2 separate regions of the Xenopus tropicalis genome follow, and region 2 is linked to region 1. Evidence: chromatin contacts called from public Hi-C data. All regions are on one chromosome and are shown on one strand. The core of a region is the stretch at or near the end of the contact, and the rest is flanking DNA. Distances in the headings are between cores, read along the strand shown. Region 1 overlaps mllt10 (protein AF-10). Region 2 has its middle 14 kb from the start of skida1.

The links. A called contact is a pair of places that touch in the nucleus more often than the background predicts.
Region 2: a contact with region 1 is called in a Hi-C map of neurula embryo, with 2.5 times the contacts expected there. The contact joins two enhancer-like sites. A contact is called at or near these places in 2 of 5 Hi-C or Micro-C datasets (gastrula embryo and neurula embryo).

The regions. Positions count from the first base shown.
Region 1 is chr6:27,156,395-27,159,710 of UCB_Xtro_10.0, reverse strand. All of the region lies in intron 3 of mllt10 (protein AF-10), which reads left to right. Among named protein-coding and RNA genes, the nearest start is that of mllt10, 55 kb to the left of the region's middle. Within about 2 kb of position 1,805, at least 4 of the 11 cell types and tissues checked have an H3K27ac peak or open chromatin away from gene starts, as enhancers often do. A contact at or near this core is called in neurula embryo, where this site is marked.
Region 2 is chr6:27,231,287-27,234,602 of UCB_Xtro_10.0, reverse strand. No RefSeq gene overlaps it. Among named protein-coding and RNA genes, the nearest start is that of skida1, 14 kb to the right of the region's middle. Within about 2 kb of position 1,567, at least 1 of the 11 cell types and tissues checked has an H3K27ac peak or open chromatin away from gene starts, as enhancers often do. A contact at or near this core is called in neurula embryo, where this site is marked.

The DNA.
Region 1 (3,316 bases), core at 556-3,055:
ATATATATATATATATATATATATATATATATATATATATGTGTGTGTGTGTGTAAGTTTGTATGTGTTTGGGAACTGAAAATAGACCTTGGCATTTTTAGTACACAGTTTCCCAAACAGCCCCCAATTAGTGAATTTGGGATTCATTTTCTTTTTCTTGCACACAATATTTAGCATTCATTTTCTTTTTCTTGCACACAATATTTAGCAAGTTAAGGGCCCCATTGAGCCACTTAATTATTAACTCATAGGAATGCAGTTTAGAAATAATAAGATTTGTATTCTGACTTGGTTTTGCTAAGCAGAGTTAATAGAGAATGTCTCCTCCCAGTAGCATGGAGCTAAAGTATATATTTTTTTCTTTGCTCAGCTAATGCTGTTAGTGGAAAAGCAGTCTGGGTAGTCCCTTTTCTAATTAAGGAAATGCAAACATCCAATATAATAGGAAAAGCTTAAGGAACTCTTGTCAGCACACTGGCATCCAAAAAGAGTAGAAATTGAGTTTGTTATTGTGTATAATCCTGAGGATTTGGTATGTGGGGCTGGTAGCAGCGAAGGGGTTAAAGGAAGATAGAGTTTCATTGCACACCTGGCAATGATTTGGCCCCACATAGCACTTCCTTCATGCTGGAAGAAGCCCACATAGGGTGAAATGCCGAGTGCACATTGTTCTTTGGGCATATATTTCCTTACTGTGAAAATAATACTAAAATCTAAAAAGCAAAAAAAGGATTTTTTTAAATAAAATTACATTTTTTAGCAGGTTGATCACTGAGATGTATTGCACTGGCAGTAGGTTTAAAAAAGGCCCATTTTGTTTTTATTTAAAAAAAAAAAAAAACAACTTATTTTTGTGGTACTAAGTCCTCCACCGCTGTATCACTTTGGGGCCCATTTATCAAAGTACGATTGGTTGCGATTACAAAAAATTTGTATTTTTTGTAAGTTTTCGAACTGTGAGTATTTTGTACAATATTTTCTTTAATTTGCGCAACTTTTTCGTACTTTGCACAATAATTTGTCGTATTTGTTGCAATGAGTATAAAAGTTTCGGAATTCATTCCAGCTTCGGTATCGTGACTTTCTTTTGGCCAGGTTGGAGCTGCAGAGTGCCATTGAGCCCTATGGGAGGCTTTCCTTGGGCCGGGTTGGAGCTGCAGAGTGCCATTGAGCCCTATGGGAGACTTTCCTTGGGCCGGGTTGGAGCTGCAGAGTGCCATTGAGCCCTATGGGAGACTTTCCTTGGGCCAGGTTGGCGCTGCAGAGTGCCATTGAGTCCTATGGGAGGCTTCCCACATCATGCATTGAAGTGTCAAAGTCAGAAAGGGTTTAGTTCCGTTTACAATCGTTGCAATACAAAAATTTTGTGACTATCTGGTCGCCATTCGCAAATGATCGATTCAATATGAAAATTTCTGAACTTTCGGATCACAAGTACAAAATTTTCGTATTTAGACATTTTTTTTGTAACATTTGCCATAATCAGAAATGATCAGATTTCATGATTTGGATTCATACATTAGTGAATCGGCCCCTAAGTGTTTGGGGTAAATACAGTGTTCAGTAAATAGTGTCTTGAAACAAGGTGCCTTTATCAGAAATGTGTTCTGTTTTTGGCTAATAGGCACATATGCAATATCTTCTAAAGAAGGGCAATAAATGCCCTTTTTGAAAGATGATTGCATATTGCTCCATTTATTACAGAGCAGATACTATCTTGGGTTTCTCATTGGCACCTCTGAAGGCAGCTTGAAAGCTGGTGGGGGAGGATTGTTACAATACAAAAGTTGTTAGTGAAATCCGAACCATCTGGCTGATTATCAGGAATGCTGTGTAACTGCATTCTTTGTGACAGCTTTTCACCAAGATTTACCACGTGTGTCTGTCTGGTATTAAGCCAGCAAACAGCAGAGGGGTGTTTTAACATGTCATGGTTTCTCATTCAGAGGTTAGCGTGGGGATCCAACGCCTGAGGAAGCTCCCTTGCCAACCTTTGAGTCAGCAGGTTTTCTTGTTAATGTTTACCTTTGGCAGTTTCTTGCACTCTTTATTGCAATTCATTTTACTGCGGTGGCTTTTGCTACACAGCTCATGGAGTATGAGGCTGACCCTAAACACAAAGCATTCATTCAAGGCATTAGACCTGTCAGTCATTTATCATCTCCTTGTATTTTCTGGGTGTGATACATCTCTAGCCTTTCTCTTTCTGGTTACTTTTCTTGTCTCTTTCTTTTCCGTACTCTCTCTCTCTCTTTTTTTTTTTTTTTATGTTATTTATTTGCTTACTTTAAACTTGTGAACAGTGCAGTGTTCTCTCTATGCTTTGTGCTCAGAGACACACCCAATTAATGACAATAGTAAGTAGTACAAATTGTACAGTGCGCAGAAAATTCAGTATGTCCATGAAATAAATACATGCATATATTTGCCACCATTCTGTGAGCAAAACAACATTTCTGTGCACACACTCTTCAGGCATCTGACACCAAAGTTTGCGACAAATAAGATCCTGTAGAAATACCATGGGCCTGTGAAGTTTAATTAAAGCAGGAGAAAAAGCTCAGGGTATCAGGGAAGCAAATAACTTTCCTCCTTAAATGTTGATGGAGAGTTCTTTCCTTGAACCCCCTTTAAAACAATTGTATTGTGTGGGTCAGCTGTGTCCATACAAATCTGTTTAGAGATTAACCATCCCCATTGTTTCTCATAGAAAATAAGAGGTAGAACTCGACATACAACAGCCTTTAAAGGGGTAGTTCACCTTTCAGTTAACTTTTAGTATGTTCTAAAATGGCCAATTCTAAGCAGCTTTTCAATTGGTCTTCATTATTTATTTGTTATAGTTTTTTAATTTCTTGCCATCTTCTTCTCCAACTCCTTGCAACTTTCAAATGGAGGTCACTGACCCCGGCCAGAAAACTATTGTTGTGTGAAGCTACAGTTTTCCTGTTATTGTTCATTTTCATAACTTATTTTTGTATTCAGGTCCTCTCCTATTCATATACGTCACTCATTCCAACAATTCCCCACAATTCCCCTGGCTGCTAAGGTAATTTGGACCTTAGAAACCAGATAGCTTCTAAAACACCAAACTGGAGAGCTGCTAAACAAATATTTTAAAAAAACTACAAATAAAAAATAGGTTTATTCACCTATAAATTAACTTTTCGTATGATGTAGAGAGTGATATCCTGAGACAATTTACAGTTTTCTTAATGTATGCTTTTTTAATGATCTTTTTTAAAACCAAACAAAAAAAAACAAAAAACTCAGCAACTCTCCAGTTTGAAATTTTAGCAGCTATCTGGTTGCTGTC
Region 2 (3,316 bases), core at 318-2,817, 75 kb before region 1:
TATTATTAATAATAATACTAATAGGACTATTTCCCTGCTCTATCCCTACTCTTTTTGTCATGGATTATTTCATTATTTCATTACACAAAATATTAGTTTGCTGCCCCAGAGATCTGCGAGAATAACCTTCTCTCTGTTTATTATGGGATATCGGCGGTTCCCAGATTCCAGTGCAAGATGCATTATAAAGAAGCTGCCCGAACAGATTCAGTATTTGCCGTAAATTCATTATTCTTTCCCCTCTGACAATCCTTTCAGTCCAGCCAAATATCTCAGAAATGCCTAGAATTTTGTGTGTGTAATTTGTACAATCACACAGCTTGTGTCCTGGGGAGACCAGGGTGCAACTGTGAGTGACATGTTTACCTACAGGGGAAAAGGGCCCTTACACACAATTCTCCAGGACCCAGTTCACACAATATATATATAGATATAGATAGATGATTGATAGATAGATAGATGATAGAGATAGATAGATAGATAGATAGATAGATAGATAGATAGATAGATAGATAGATAGATAGATAGATAGATAGATAGATAGATATAGATAGATAGATAGATAGATAGATAGATAGATGATAGATAGATAGATAGATAGATAGATAGATAGATAGATAGATAGATGATAGATAGATAGATAGATGATAGATAGATAGATAGATAGATGATAGATAGATAGATAGATAGATAGATAGATAGATAGATAGATGATAGATAGATAGATAGATAGATAGATAGATGATAGATAGAAAGATAGATAGATAGATAAACTAGTGTGTGTAAATATGAGTAAATTTCTTTTTGGGGAGACGAGGGTGCAACAATTCTACACACAATTCTACACACAATCCTACACACAATTCTACACACAATTCTCCAGGACCCAGTTTACATAATAAATACGGTAAGTTGTGTTGAAATACACAACTGTATATGTTCTACAGGTTGTGCTGGAATCACATCTGCTTTTATACAAACTGAAACAAATAAATCCATACACAGATGACTGATGCACTGGGGCAACTGAAGTTCCAGAGGGGATGCTGGGAGTTGTAGTTAATCAAGGCTTTCTAAACGCAGACTGAAAAGCCCTGAGCTATTTTCTCCTCTTAACATACTGTTGCAAATAATGTGTATATTTTATCATTTATATTTCAGATCAATGTATATTAATGATTTAATACGGGCAATGCGTGTTCTTGTATTTTTTCTGCACAATTTATTTTGACTTCTTTGAATCTGATCAGGGGATGTTCCTGCGTTTTAATCGTTTTGCTGCAATAGGGTGTAAGTAATATACACTGCTAATCTTCATTCATTCTGCCCCAGACTTGTGCAGTAGGAATAGATGGGACGATTGGGCAGAGATAACAATAATGAAAGATTTCTAGCGATCTTGTCTGTTAAACAGGTATTTCCAGGGAATATGGAGTTGGATTAGGGGGGCAGCAGCCTTGTAATCCCAGTAGATGTCCCAGCGCAGCCCCCTCTAATGAGTCCGATTCCCTGAGGTCATACAGTACCCGACTGTCAATCACAGCGACTGATTCAGGGCTGCTATTGTCGCACTCCCACGTCACTAGCCTTCCACTCATTATATGGCACAATAGCCCGGCTCTCTGATCAGTCACACGGAATCTGCCATTATCCGGGGGAGAAAGCGCAGCCCTGATCTTTCACAGGCAGATTCCCCTTGGTGGATCCCATCAGTTCTGCTGCTTTTTGCGCTCAGTACATTTCCAGCCCAGGAACACAAACAGGATCCTTTCTCACAGGGCTTTAATGATTGATGTCACAATAGATTAACAACAACACCCTAAGAGCTAAGGGGAAAAAAAAAACAAAAGGAGCCTTTACTTTTCCTTTAAAAATGTCACATTTCCTATAAATATTCGTATAAACTAAGGGGTGGGGAGTCACTGAAGCTCACAGGAGCTGCTAAATGATTAAATCCAGTTTAATTACAGGGTCCATATTGGTTTCCATGTAGCCACTGCCCGCAGACTATGATTCCCAACCAGGGGGCTAACGCCGAGAGTATTATGGCTAATGCCTTCTCCTTATTTTCTGCTTGTCACTACGAGATAATCATGTGCTAATATGAATCTCAGATAAATGCTGTCAGGCTTCTGCTGCATAGTTATTTATTTGTATTTGTGTAACATGAAATATATTCTGACAATTTGTTCTCCCAAACCTTATCAAAGTAACGATTTCTCCAGCAAAAGCCTATAAATAAAACCTTTGTGTCTGTGTTTGATATTCCCTTTCCCCTCACACAACATAGCAGTGAGCTACTGGTTCTAACTGCATGTTATTTACAATATAATCTATTATTCTCTAATAGGACAAAATAACTTTTGTTGGAATATTTCACTTTGAATTAGGCAGATACAAATTCCAGAAAGATTGCAATTGTGCAGTTCAAAGGAAATACTCTAATGAAATGTGTTTAATTAAAAAAAACTATATATATATATATATAATATATATATATTTTTTTTTATATATATATAGTTAACTCTACTGGAATAATTAGTTACAGATTTCAAACTGATTAATATATATAGTAATCAGCTTGAAATCTGTAACCAATAATTCCATTAACTTCCTTGTATCCCTTTGGACAGAGATGCCAGTTTGTAGGGGAATATTTATTATACCTGTTGTGGAATATGAGGCTGTGGGTACAATGTAAGGGTGAGGGTTATTTGCAAGGAAACAATCATGGGCTGTGGGGCTGTGGGGCTGTAGGGCAGGTGTAGAGGCAGCTCTGGTTTCTATTCTCTATAACTGCACCCAGTCCCAGTAATGCTCCTTTGTTTTATGGAATAAATTGTACCCTGAGTCCTCCAGTTCCTTTTCTGTTTTATTGTTAACAAATGCCGAAGGGGTTTGTGGCTTTGGCCAAATACCTGGGCCTTAAATATGGAGAAACATTTCTCAAAATTAGTGTTTCAAGGGGGATTGTGTTCCATTTATCTGAAGGTTATTATATATTCTTATATGTATAATGTATTCCTTCTCATATCTAAAACCTGACAACCAAGAATATCAGGGGGGTATAAATAGAGCTTACAGATCTTGTGGTTTGCCACTAAAAAATTGTATTTTAGTTTGTTTTCCTTTTTTAATCAGTTCAGACAGAGATAGCCATCATAGAAGAGAATATTTTTAGTAACCTTTCAGGAAAACCAGGATGAACTTTACTGAGATCTGTAGGAAGAGTCAGACCATGTTTTCTATTCACTTTGCAGAATGGCAGTGTCCCTAATGCTTGGCAGGGCCCAGATACTGAACTACAGACCCACAG